Linked DNA regions of Mus musculus: regions 2 and 3 are each linked to region 1. A link is a contact called in public Hi-C data. All regions are on one chromosome and are shown on one strand. Each heading gives the region's core, a stretch centred on a gene start, on an enhancer-like site or on the middle of the called end of the contact. The rest is flanking DNA. Distances are from core to core; before and after follow the strand shown. Region 1 overlaps Gm46887 (a long non-coding RNA gene). Region 2 overlaps Zdhhc21 (zinc finger, DHHC domain containing 21). Region 3 has its middle 13 kb from the start of Gm11269.

What was found. A called contact is a pair of places that touch in the nucleus more often than the background predicts.
Region 2: a Hi-C map of neural stem cells shows a contact between it and region 1, with 4 times the contacts expected there. The contact joins two enhancer-like sites. A contact is called at or near these places in 5 of 484 Hi-C or Micro-C datasets (cerebellar granule neurons, cortical neurons, myocytes and 2 more) and 1 of 9 other capture datasets (pancreatic islet).
Region 3: a Hi-C map of cerebellum shows a contact between it and region 1, with 2.0 times the contacts expected there. The contact joins two enhancer-like sites. A contact is called at or near these places in 1 of 484 Hi-C or Micro-C datasets (cerebellum) and 1 of 115 datasets of contacts at active chromatin or transcription factors (astrocytes).

Annotation. Positions count from the first base shown.
Region 1 is chr4:83,181,906-83,185,948 of GRCm38.p6, forward strand. All of the region lies in intron 1 of Gm46887 (a long non-coding RNA gene), which reads right to left. Among named protein-coding and RNA genes, the nearest start is that of Gm46887, 2.6 kb to the right of the region's middle. Within about 2 kb of position 1,601, at least 33 of the 459 cell types and tissues checked have an H3K27ac peak or open chromatin away from gene starts, as enhancers often do. A contact at or near this core is called in cerebellum and neural stem cells, where this site is marked.
Region 2 is chr4:82,834,260-82,838,491 of GRCm38.p6, forward strand. Zdhhc21 (zinc finger, DHHC domain containing 21) reads right to left here. Exons shown (of 9, transcript NM_026647.4): 5 at 4,017-4,128; 6 at 1,187-1,325. Among named protein-coding and RNA genes, the nearest start is that of Zdhhc21, 23 kb to the right of the region's middle. Within about 2 kb of position 1,547, at least 4 of the 459 cell types and tissues checked have an H3K27ac peak or open chromatin away from gene starts, as enhancers often do. A contact at or near this core is called in neural stem cells, where this site is marked.
Region 3 is chr4:82,703,163-82,707,301 of GRCm38.p6, forward strand. No RefSeq gene overlaps it. Among named protein-coding and RNA genes, the nearest start is that of Gm11269, 13 kb to the left of the region's middle. Within about 2 kb of position 1,914, at least 43 of the 459 cell types and tissues checked have an H3K27ac peak or open chromatin away from gene starts, as enhancers often do. A contact at or near this core is called in cerebellum, where this site is marked.

The DNA.
Region 1 (4,043 bases), core at 351-2,850:
TTTTCCACATCAGTTTTAATGGTTATAATGGCTTCCCACAGGAAATTGAGAAGAAAGCGCAAAGATCTTCCCTCTGCAATCCCTCACAGTCTCCCCAGAAGGGTAATTCTGACCCAGGGCGCTACATCAGTTACAACTGGCAATGATATATACATTACAGAGTCATTTCAGTGCCCTAGAAGTCCAGTTACACTACTTCCTATTGGTCAATCAGTTTTATCTTAACAAGAAGAAACTAGGTTTCTAGTCCTGAGGTCTGATGCTGTAAGTTCAACAGAAACCAAAGATTCATCACTGCATATACTAGGTATTCAGAGACCACTGGGATCACCCCTTCTCAGATCGGACACAAGTATTCTCAGGAATAAATTGCCTTTGATTCAAAGAACAAATGAGAGGATAGACTAAACCTGCCTGGAATGACACCCAGGTAATTCGATACGCACATGCTAAACAGTGCATGCACAACACAGGAATGCCAAAAACACATAGAGCCAAGGATCCACAGAGTGGCCCCAGAATAGCTATCACTCCATTGCCAAGGGCTCTGAAATAAGACTAAGAAAGGAACTTTCTTGCTTGAGGTCATCAAAACATTGTTAAAACGAGAACAAGCCTTCCCACAGTGTTCTTTGAAGACCACAGTGTACGCTTAGAAGTGGACGTTTCCTTGGCTGAAAGCCAGTCTCGTTCCTTTCCACTGATCAGATCTCTTGCTGAAGACTGTCTGAAGGGAAAGTGGCCTAGGCATCAGATGACCCAGGAAACTCATCCCTGGAGGTAAAATTGATACCAGTGACCCAACGTTCTGGAGGGCACAGTGAGGAAAGGAAGCACACCCACTTGCCTACCCAGACTCCTTCAGTGCCTGTCAACAGATGGTGAAGATATAGAGCTAAAGGGTAGCATGAAGGTGTGGCCTGTAGGTGTGATCTCAGGTGGACTGTAAGTGTGATCTCAGAGTGGACTGTAGGAGTGACCTCATATTGAGCTGATGGTGTGATCTCAGAGTGGCCTGATAGTGTAGACTCAGAGAGACCTGATAGTGAGACCTCAGAGTGGCCTAAACCATAATGCCTTTGATTGCTCCAGCAAATTCCCAAGTACCAAAAATCTCTGATTTTCCCATTTCAACTCTCTCTTCTTGTTAACTGGAGACAGAATCACCAATAATGTGTGTGGGTTGTTCTTTTTTTCATGCCTTTGTTTACATCTAATGGTGTAGCCTTGTGTTTCAAAAAATATTTTCTCCTTTCCATTACTTTGATGATAAAGATCATTATCACCCCTTCAAAACAAAAATTCTGTACCAAAGCTGGAATACTTCATGAGAGAGAAGGTGCTTCCGTGTTCTTGAGAGCGAACAGTGAAGAGCATGAGTCCCCATTTTCTGGTCTAAGCATGAGATGACAGAAAGTGGGGTCACTCAAACAACTCAGATTGCCCCCGCCCCCTCCCAGAACAATAACACTGGGAGCAGCTTCTGCAGCTCAGAGGAAGCAAGTGTCTCTAATTAGGGAGCAAGAGCAGCTGAGGTAACTATTCTGGCAGCTGAGAAATTGCCTGATTTCTGTTTGTGAAGGTTGCCACCTACTGAGGAGCCTGCAACACTGCACCCGGCCTGAAAGAAAGGGCAGAGGATAAGGAGAAGGCAGGGTGAGGACAATAATACACAGGGGCATGGTGGACGGTGCCCACATGGCACACAGCATAGAGTCATGGTTATGAGAGGGTTCGGGTGGGAAATTGCATGTGGGAGAGGTCTACCTGAGCCTACAGGGCTCCGTGAAGCTTCTCCAAAGGGCTGAGGAGAGAGTGTGAAGCAGAAGTCAGGGGACTCAAACACCGAAGGAAGGAAATAATGGCAGACCCCAGGTGGTGGCAGCACTGGCCATAGAAGACCATTTGCCCTAATAATTTGTATTAAATGATACTTGACCCGGAGGGCTTTTCGAGGATAAATTAGGACACCCCCTCCCCCCAAAAAAGTTGAAGACTCACCAAGGCCTGACAGAAGTGCCCGGCAATTAAGAATCAATGAGCAGGTAAAGATGCCCCTGGGGGAGGCACAGAGAGGTCTTTGTGCTCATAAACACTAGGGAACCTGGAATGTTAAACACACAGGGCTGTTCCTTCAAAGGAAGGGATATACACCCTGCTACCTGCCCAGAGATCTGGAAGCAGACGTAGTTAATAACACGGTGATCTTTGTGCTATATGAGTGAGCTGGGGACCACACCAGACACTCCCCAAAACTCCTATCGTGAGCTTATTTTTCTCAATCTACAGAACTCATCTCTACCGAATGTGTCACAGGTACTTTACAAAGGATTTCAACATAGTCACATCCGATCTTTATTTAGCTTACTTTGTTCTTCAAGGAGGTTTATGTGGGCTTCATTGTGCACATGTAACCAGGAAAGTTTCCACCAAATTGTGCACTGCTTTAATATGCCTAAACTACTCGAGGTCAGATTCCCACAGTTTGGACCAATACCAGCTATTTAGTCGTGCTGAACGAAATTGCATGCTGATCATTACTCTGCTGGATGTGGTGGTTGTAGAGAACACACACACACAATCCAATCAGAAATCTCTGGACAGAGCTGGCTACTGTGACTCACACCTGTGATCCCATGTGTTCAGGATGCTGAGGCAAGAGGATTGAAGTCAATTTCAAGGCCATACTGGACTGCATAGTAAATTCCACGTCAGCCATGAGTGAGAATCCAGTGGCTGTGGCTCCCTCAAGAGCCAGCCCTGTCCCCTAAGACACGAAAGGCAGCAACTGGCCCACAGAAGAATGTCCCCATGTTTCTAGACCATTCTCTTCTTTTAAACATCCCATGTTTCTGTTGCTAACATCAATGGATCGGAGGGGTGGGGAGAAATACTCCTGGGGCCAACAGAGCAGCAGAGAAAGCATGCAAGTGCTAACAAGGACTCCAAACTCCAGGAAGAGCGTGAGGCAAACAAGTTAATCTGGGTGAAAAGAGACAGGCAAGAGCTTTTTACTAAGGAAACCGGGTTTTGGCCAGTACAGTAGTTTATTCAGAAACCTCGGGCCTAGTTCCACTGTGAACAGCCATATTTGTTTGGGCAAGTCACTTCAATTCTTAGTCTCAAAGAGAAGGCCCTGAGCACAATGATAAGAAACAAATGCCCCTATGGTCGTTTCCCAGGGTTTGCCGACACCCATCTTTCAGTCTTGTGCAAGGGAGGGCCCAAGGAAGGGAGGTAAAAGGCAGACAACTAGAAGCTAACTACTGGAGCCTCCCTACGCTGTTCATATGGCTGGTGCTGAACTTTCAGATCCCAAATAGGTCATAGGTTCCACTGTGACACGGACACAAATAAAGACTGAAATGCTTTTAAAACTCTTGGCCAGCGTGCTGGAAGCAGAACCATTACTGTTAGTATTATTTGTGGAAGAAGAGACGCTCTAATGCAAACTGAATTAACAATTCTGCAGGATACATGGTAGTGCACCGGGAACTGTCACTGTTCACATGGGATTCTATAAAGAAGATCAGGGTCTTCTCATATATAATGAAAAAAACAGTCAAAGCACCAATATTTTGGGTTTTGTTTTGCTTCATTTTGTTTTTGTTTTTGTTTTTTGTTGGGGGGGGGGTTGGTTTGTTTGTTTTGCCATCTTGACACAAGCTGGAATTCTCTAGGAAGAGAAACCTCAATTGAAAAAATGGCTCCATCGGATTGCCTGTGGGCAAGTCTTTGGGACATTTTCTTGATTAATGATTGATATGGAGGGCCCAGCTCACTGTGCTCGGTGCCACCCTTAGGCAGCTGGTCCTGGACTATATGAGAAAGTAAAGGGTTGAAAAGCCATGGGGGACAAGCCAGGGGGCAGCACCTGCTTCAGTTCCTGCCTCCAGGTTCCTGCTCTGAGTTCCCACCCGGACTTCCCTTCAAGAGGGATTACAAGCTGTAAATTGCAAAACAACAACAAAAACCTGTGGCATCTTAGCACTGCAATAATAACAAGCCAGGACAGCTACAGTTTGTAGCTGATGGTGGCTGTT
Region 2 (4,232 bases), core at 297-2,796, 350 kb before region 1:
TCCACTTTCTCCTGTGAATATTAGAGACTCTACAGTGAGAAGGCCATAGTACAGTACTGACAGTCAGGAACCAAAGGCTCTGGAGCTGCTAGCATCATCAACAACATTTAGACAAATCTGAGCATTGCTTAAATGATCTATATCTAAAAATTACAGGTTCCCAACCTGTGAGTCATGACCCCCGCCCCGGGGGGTGGGGTGGGCAAACACTCTTTCCATGAGGGCCACCAAAGACCATCATAAAACACAGATATTTACATTATGATTCATAAGAGTAGCAAAATTACAGTCATGAAGTTGCAACAAAAATCAATTTATACTTGGGGGTCACCACAAGAGAAAATGTATTAAGGATTGTCATTAGGAAGTTGAGAACCGCTGCTCTAGAACATTCTACAAACTCATCTTTCCGCTAGGGAGAGCTGGAAGCAGAAGGCCAGATATGGTGGCACAGGCCTATAATCTCAGCACTCAGGAGAAATGAGCAGGAAGGCAGAGAGTTCACGACTACCTTAGGCCAAGATCTAGGCTTAAAATACAGAAACAAAGAGTCTTCTTCTCAAATGCTAACTATTCTCTGAGAACCTTAAAAATATCACTAATTCCCGCACTCCCGGGCAGACCTAGCATGAGCAACACGCCACAGGCTCCATGCTTTATGCCCTCTTTTGTGGTTATCGTTTGGTGATTTTTGACTTTGGTTTTCGTTGGCCTAGTGTTTTGCTTTTGTTTTTCGAGAGAGAGACAGAGAGACAGGAGAGGAGAGGAAGATGAATTTTGGTGGGAAGAATCTGGGAGAAGTGGAAGGAGAAGAAAGAATATGCAAAATAAATTGTATAAATTTTTTTTAAATAGTAAAATAAATAAATAAACCTGTCTGATTTTATTTTAAAAAGAAAGCCCATGATTTTTATACTTTTCCTTTGTTTTCATTATTTTATATTATTTTTAAACCAAGACTCATATACTGAAAGAGCTCATATTTTGTCTTCTGAAGAAATCTACTCAACACAAATAGTCATAAAGAGACTTGTCTAAAAAGAGCAACAGAGCGCTCTCTCGAGCCCAGTGTCCCGTAAAGCTCACTGGTGTGAGGCTCTCTGCTATCTCGGCCGCACACAGGAACCACCATGTTCACACATACGGCACAGCTGCTCTAACATTAGTGGATATAAACATGTCTTACCAAGTTACGCTTTTTTAGTGGAAGAAAATAATAATAATGGCAGAAAGAAAACATCAGTGCGTAGCAAGTAAGCAGCTCAGTGTAGAAACACAACTGCAGAAAGAGCCAATGGTTGTCTTCACCCACACAATTGTTTATCCTAAAGGGAAAATGAAAAAGAAACAGTGAAGGTTTAGTAAGATGCTCACATCAGGATCATGAAGGTAAGTCTCACCTAAACCTCAACTCCAGCTATTTAAAGATACACATTTTAACATGCCTTCTCCTTTACCAAGGAGGCCAGCTAGAGACTACATTACTCCAGCTCACATTAGCCCGGTGCCCTGTGCCAACTGACACAAGAAGATGCATAGTGGATTAGGTCACTGGCCTGAGGATACTCAGAAGAGACAAAGGCTGGACCCTGCCCTTCCTTGCAGCACTTTAGCAGAGGAGAGCAATTTAAACACTTCAGAGAAAAGCAACTCAGACTTGCTACATGGACAGAACTGAGAGGCTCACCATTTTATTTTTATATGTTTACTTTATGAAATATCTATCCTTGTCTGCTGAAACTAAAAATGTATTCAAAACCACTTACATGTACTATCTGTGAAAACAACAGTAAAGTCTAACTATAATAATGATAATATATAATCATAAATTATCAAGGTCCATTTAAAATGAGTATCCTATTTTACAAAATGGGTATATTTTTAAGGTACCATCTAATTTAAATTTTAATATAAAATTATTTTTCTCAGAATTATATGTTTTCCTTTAAACTAGGACTACACTATCACCAAAGGAGAGAATGCATATATATATACATAGCAAGTTCAATCCGTAGCTTAAATTGTTAAAGATATATTGTTTTACATTATTTTAAAAAAAATCAAAACTAGAACTGAGCTGGAATGCTTGTAGAGGTTTATCTGAGATTACAGAGCACACACTAGGTAAACAGGTCAACTCTAAGCCCTGTAACCTGAAAGAGAGACTCTTAAGAGAAGTGGCTCCCCTAAGCCTCAAACTCTGCTCGGTTGTTGCTATGCATCCTCCTCCCCTCCTCTAGTGCAGAACAACACAGCACAGGTCCTTGCTCGGAAACAGCATCTAACCCTGAAAGGCGAAGAGCCCTTGCTTAGTATGCGGTGCCTGAATTTAAACTATTTAGAAAGAACAGTCAGAGACAAAACAAAGACCAGACGTAGTGATCATCAGATCAGAGCTGAAGCTGAGATGGTTAAAATGTAGCAGTTTGTTAAAGTGTAAGAATCCTCTGCTTCAAATTAATACCATGCACTGTCCTCACTCGGATCTGAGCGGCACTCTGCTAGAAAATTCAATCACAGAAATCCCCAAATCTAGAGCAGGCCACCTTCCTTGCTAACCTCCCACCAATACCCTCAACCAGACACTGAAGCCTAGGAACAGAAATATCTCAACAGTACACTGAAAGTTAAAGACAGCTTCATTTCCTCACCAATGACCTAGTCTTTACCTTAAACAAATATCACTAATACCAACAGACACACTGCCCGGATGATTTTTTTTTTTAATTATAGCACTCTTTTGTAAGGAAGCAGCAGTACCCAGCTATTCCATAAATGCTTATTATATTTTTAGTTGATTAGGAAAAATAATACAAAAAAAAAGTACTATGAGCTTTTAGTGTGAGAATTAACTACCTGAAGATTTCACATAGTATTTTTGATATGCTATTATTGTGACTGGAAATACCACTGAGGTTTAAAAATACGGTACACTTTTTAAACACTGTATGGCATAGTATATAGTATCTTACAGTATATTTAGACAATTAGAAAACCTAAAGTGCTTTTATTTAAAAATGCTAGTCTGTTTTTCTAGTCTCTGGAAATCTATGTAAATAAACAGTTTATAGTTAAAAAAACATTTCAACTAAAAGTTTGTTAATTAACAATGCTATCAAAATGAGTTAAACATAAGGCAAGTGAAATTGACTAGCATCATTAAACAAAGGAAAACTGCCTTCCTTGGCCAACTGCAGGTAAATGGATGTAGGTTAAAGGAGGCTATTATACAGTTAACTTCCTGTATGCATGCATGTATAAATAGATATATATGGACATATATTTATAAAGTTCTATTATACCAATTTAAATATTTAAACAAGATTCAATGTTAAATAAGCAAAATTAAATATAATACCTTGCTCAAAGTTTTTTGTGACAGCTTTGAAATGAAATACAATCGATTCTCAGAGCATTTTTTAGATCTACTTTTTAACAGTATGACTTTAAATATTACAACAGAGCCCCCTATTGACCAAAAATATTGGCAGTTCTACAGAAAGTTAATTAGCACTTACATATATATATATATCCAACATGTACAAAATGTTGCTATCCAACAGAAAACACTCTAAAAGGTATAATGAGTAGAAGAGAGTTATCAGTGAATGTGAAAAGTGTTGTTCTTCTCCTGAGTAAGAAAAGAGGAATCTCAGCAGTGGACATTGCGGCTTTTCTCCCCGACAGGAAAAACAGCTGTGAGGTAAGTGCTTCCACACATCTGACCTTGGGCCAAATACTCTGCCTCCAAGCCTCATTGATATAAGCACCTTAGTCCTTCTGTGGTTGGGTATGTAGTAATTCTGCTCAAAGTTTTTGCTCAAGTGTTTTCTTGGTAGCAGGGATAAGTGAGGGATAGTTTACTCTGGGATTTGCAAGAATCATTTTTATTACAAAAATGTTTAATGGAGTGATTTTAATGTAAGTTTTTCTTAAAGCTGACAGGTTCTCACTGTCTTTTCCTTAGCTAATCCTCCTGCCGCAGCTCTTGAGTGTGGTGACAAGTATCTCCTTACCAAGGACAGTGATGGTCCATCCTCCTGACGCAGTGGCCGCAGCGGCTGCAGTGGTGGGAGCGCTTCGGCCTCATCAGGTTGCACTTGTTGCAGAGCTCCCACAGCTCCCGCTCTGCAGAGAGAGAGCACACACATCCGCTTACGAGGAGGCACACAAGTGAGCGAGGGATGCTCAGACTTACCAACTGCTACTAAATTCCACAGGGTGACATTTCT
Region 3 (4,139 bases), core at 664-3,163, 480 kb before region 1:
CGAAATGATTCGGTTTCATGGTAAGAGGAGAGTCATGGTAAAAGAGATTTTAAGAACTTTAAAGAACCATTAAAAATATTTCTTAAACCTTACAAAAACAGGGCACTGACACTCGGCTGGCCCTGGTGTGCTTCCTGTTTCTTCAAGGGCTTTACTAAAGATAAGCAATAACATAGCTTGATTAATCAGGTGTCCGGCAAAGCACCTGTCACCCCAAGTTTCTGATGACATATTAAATAGTAATCTCTTAAACACTTCGGTCCCAAATTGACAAGAGTCCATAAAACCGAATCATCCTAAGAACACACCATACATGTGACATAATTAAGTCTAAATATAAAAATGACTTGTGCAAATATTTTCAACTTGCTATTTTATCTTTAAACACGTCCTTGTCCATCATCTGCATCTTCTTAGACAACACAATAACATAACTAAAAAGTAAATAAACAACCATCTGTCCACTCTTTAAATCAAGTATTTATAACGTACTTCTCATGGGACACTGAGTCTGTGGAGCAAGATGACGGCATTTAAGGGCACATCAGCGACCAGCTTGCTGTGCTCACACCAATAGGTTTTCAAGTAAAATTTCTTAGCACAAACTTTAACTTTTTCCCCCAACAGTAAATGCCTTGCTTAGTGAAAATATTAATTTTAATGCCCAGTTCTTAGACTATGTTAATATGAGTTTCAGGAGGCAGGGTCACTGATAAATGTCACTTCAAAGCCTTAGTGTGGGCATGTGTAACAAGTCTTTTACACAAGCTTTTTGCAACACTGGAAAGGAGTTAGATCAGATGCACAACATACTCTAATGAGAATAAAAGGGGTGAGAGGGAGGGGGAAGGGGCATATAGAGACAGAGATCAGACTTTTCCTTTGACACAGAGAACTCAAAACAGCAACAAGTAGCAGCGGGGAGTTCAAGTAGCAGTGGAATTCTGGGGCTCCCACATCTCACACTAAGAAGAAAGTGTGCAGAGAAGGAAGACAGCAGGCAGTGAGGTGGGGACCCTCGGGAGCCCACAGGCACTGTACCCACCTTCTAGAAACTTTAACACATTAATAAGAACCCCTCTTGCCCAGCAATGCCAGAAGCCAGGGCTCCTCGGAAGGAGCTGCCTTCTGTCCGAGGACTGCAGATGGACTGACCGCCAGGGCAGCCATATCCCTCCCCACCTAGGAGAAAATGCCCACAGTCTCCCGATGTACTTATTGTGAAAATGGGCTGCGTTGTAAGCACAACAGCTGTGGAAGCAGTTGAGCCACCGCTATCTAGGCACAAACGCAAGGGTCAGAATTGATGGAGAGCAAAAGAAAAAAGTGACAAAAGAAAAAAAATTGCCCAGATAAATTAGTCAATGACAAAGTTGATAGTCGCATGAAAAGCTGGCTAGGGAAGATTTCCCCATTCGTGTCACGGCGACAGCATACAAGAGACCATTGTCCACACACGGGACCCAGCATATTGAAAGTTATCACGTAGCCGCTCTATAATGGGAAGAGGTTTTCTTCCCCCAAACTCCTGATGGAAGAAAGCTAAAACTTGTCTGCTCCTGATACTACTTTTAAAGTTGATTTCGGGGTTCACCCGTGCTCCGTGCTTCTTTTCTCTCCTCCCCACATTTGCAGCTGGACAAATATGAAAGTGGGGGGGGGAGACAGTAACAACAAACCCACACACATTTGCCTGAGCAAAGAAAAATAATGAACTGAATATGCATATCCTCATTAACTAAATTTAATTACGCTGAGTGGCATAGTAATCAGTGGTCGCTCCGGTTACAGTATTCACTGAAAGGGAGGTGGATTCCAAATTAAGGCAAAGCATGGGGGACAGTCGCATACTGATGAGGGAGCTGCACACAACGTGCCACAATACACCGTCTAAATCATTATTCGAGACACCGAAGAAAGAAGTACATTGCTGTGTTCTAAGACCAGTGCAGGAACAATTAGGCAGGACGGCTCCAGTCCCCTACAGCCCGACCGCCCGCCCCGGGTCTCCACGAAGTTCACAGCAGCCAGCCTGTCTGTGGTCCACCAGGATATTTGCATTTTTTCTTTATTTATTCTGTTTTCCTTTTTTCTCTCCTAGAAGTGAACAAAAACTCACCCTGCCTTTTCAGAGAGAAGGCCTATGCCCCTGGCCACAATAGTGGGAAGTCCTATCTAGCTCACTGGTGTGCAGAGCGCTCCAGGTTCCCACAACTAGAGCTTGAACTTGCAGCCGGCAGGCAGCAAACTTTTACAACACGTGCACAGAACAACAAAGGAGGCGCTCAGAGGGAAGAAGGGAGGGGGGCATTTGGAGGGAGGATGGAAAAGGGGTTATCATGCCAAACTTACCATCCACCAGGTCCTGGCTGACATGTCATAGCAAAGCTGCCATTTGATGGAGCTGTCCGACGTTTTCCCAGCCATCCTGCTGTCAGCGACCTTCATCAGAGGCAGCTCAATGGGAGATAAGAGACCTAGTCGAGGAAACATCAGCGGTGGCTTGCTGGACTACATGTAGGCCAATCCTTATCACACTGCATCATGGGAAAAGCTCCTTCATTAGCAGGAGGAACTGCAACCTCACAGATAGAAGGACAAGGATCAGTTCTTTTGCCTCTTTTTTTTTTTTTCCTGGTCTAAAGGGATTGGTGAAAGTAGCTAGCGTTCTTTGTGTATCATGTGTACAAGAGTGAAGTAGCTTGCAAGTGGGCGGCTAACTGCCTTGCTGGGCGATGCAGACTAAAGTTTATTTGCATTCTTCTCTGTTGTATATTGTTTGACATGGTCCATGGTCCTTGCTGAGCAGATGAAGAGAGGGGAGGGGTAGGAGGGAGGGGAGAAGGGAAAGGGAGCTGTAATTGCTCAGAATTAATATCTCCCCCAACAAAGACATAACAGTTTCATTGACATAGTCGGAACACGGTTCATATGTCACTGCACACAAGCATGAAGCATGCAGGAGTGCATGTGAGAACACACACACACACACACACACACACACACACACACACACACACAGAGTGGAACACACAGGTAGCAGCTGCAGCTGGATTCAGCTGAGGTTGCCAAAGGCTACAAACTCCATTCTCATACTGGACATATGGAAACAGTTTAACTCTTTGAAATCACTGTTCAAGAAGAGCCAGGCAGTTTCCAAAGATAAATCAGCTCTGGGAACTGGCTTTCAATCAGGAAGATACCCAGCTTGCTGCTCCCTTCCTTCTAAAGGTGACCCAGAAACAGGAAGACATAATTTAAAAAAATGAGGAAGATGAGGGCCAGGTTTGTGCATGGCCTGACTTTAAATTCAGCTTCTGCTTTAGGTCTTCTCTGGGCAACCCTTCAAGGAGGTCCCTTCTGCCTCCTTCTGGGCTTGGCACTGATTTCCTGGGGAGCACATACAGGGAATGGAGACTAATTACTAATAAAAGCACTTGCTTCCAATATCCTGTCCTCCCTCCCTCCCTCCCTCCGTCCTCAAGTTCCCAAAGAATTAGGAAAAAAAAAAATCCGAATAATTCGGAGAAAATCTTACAACCAGAAAGCCAAGTCAGGACAAGCTGACACAACTCTTTCTTTTGCTAAAAATACAAACAAGTACATCTCTGCAAAGTGGCTGCCACATAACTTCAGGTCCCTACAGCACCGGCAAGGCCCAGCAAGCTCTCTGAGTTGATATTTTATCACCCAGCCTCTCACATGCCCTATCCGTATCTCTGCCAGCCTTTTAGGCTTAGGGTTCATATTGGCTGCACACAGTTTAAAGGGCCAACCTCCTGTTTGATTTGAGCAGAGGGAATAGGGAAGTCACTGCATTGCCCGAGTCTTCTGTCCTGTCCATTCAACGAGGGCGATGCTGTCAAAGCAACTTGTTTCAGCTTGGAGCTTCAAGGGTGAGAAGCAACTGCTTCCAAGCTGAAGCGCTGTTCCTTGGGTATTTTTATATTCACCTAGAGGGACATGTCAGGCACACTCGCAGACAGGCTGGGAGCTTAGGGTGGCCTGGCTGGGGTTGGCAGCAGAAGGGTCTGCCTCTTATAAAATCAGCTCATCATCACCCCCAGGGCACAGTGGGCTTCTGTGGCTCCCTCCTCCACTAGGGTTTTTATTTATTTGCTTTTATTAATCATTTTATT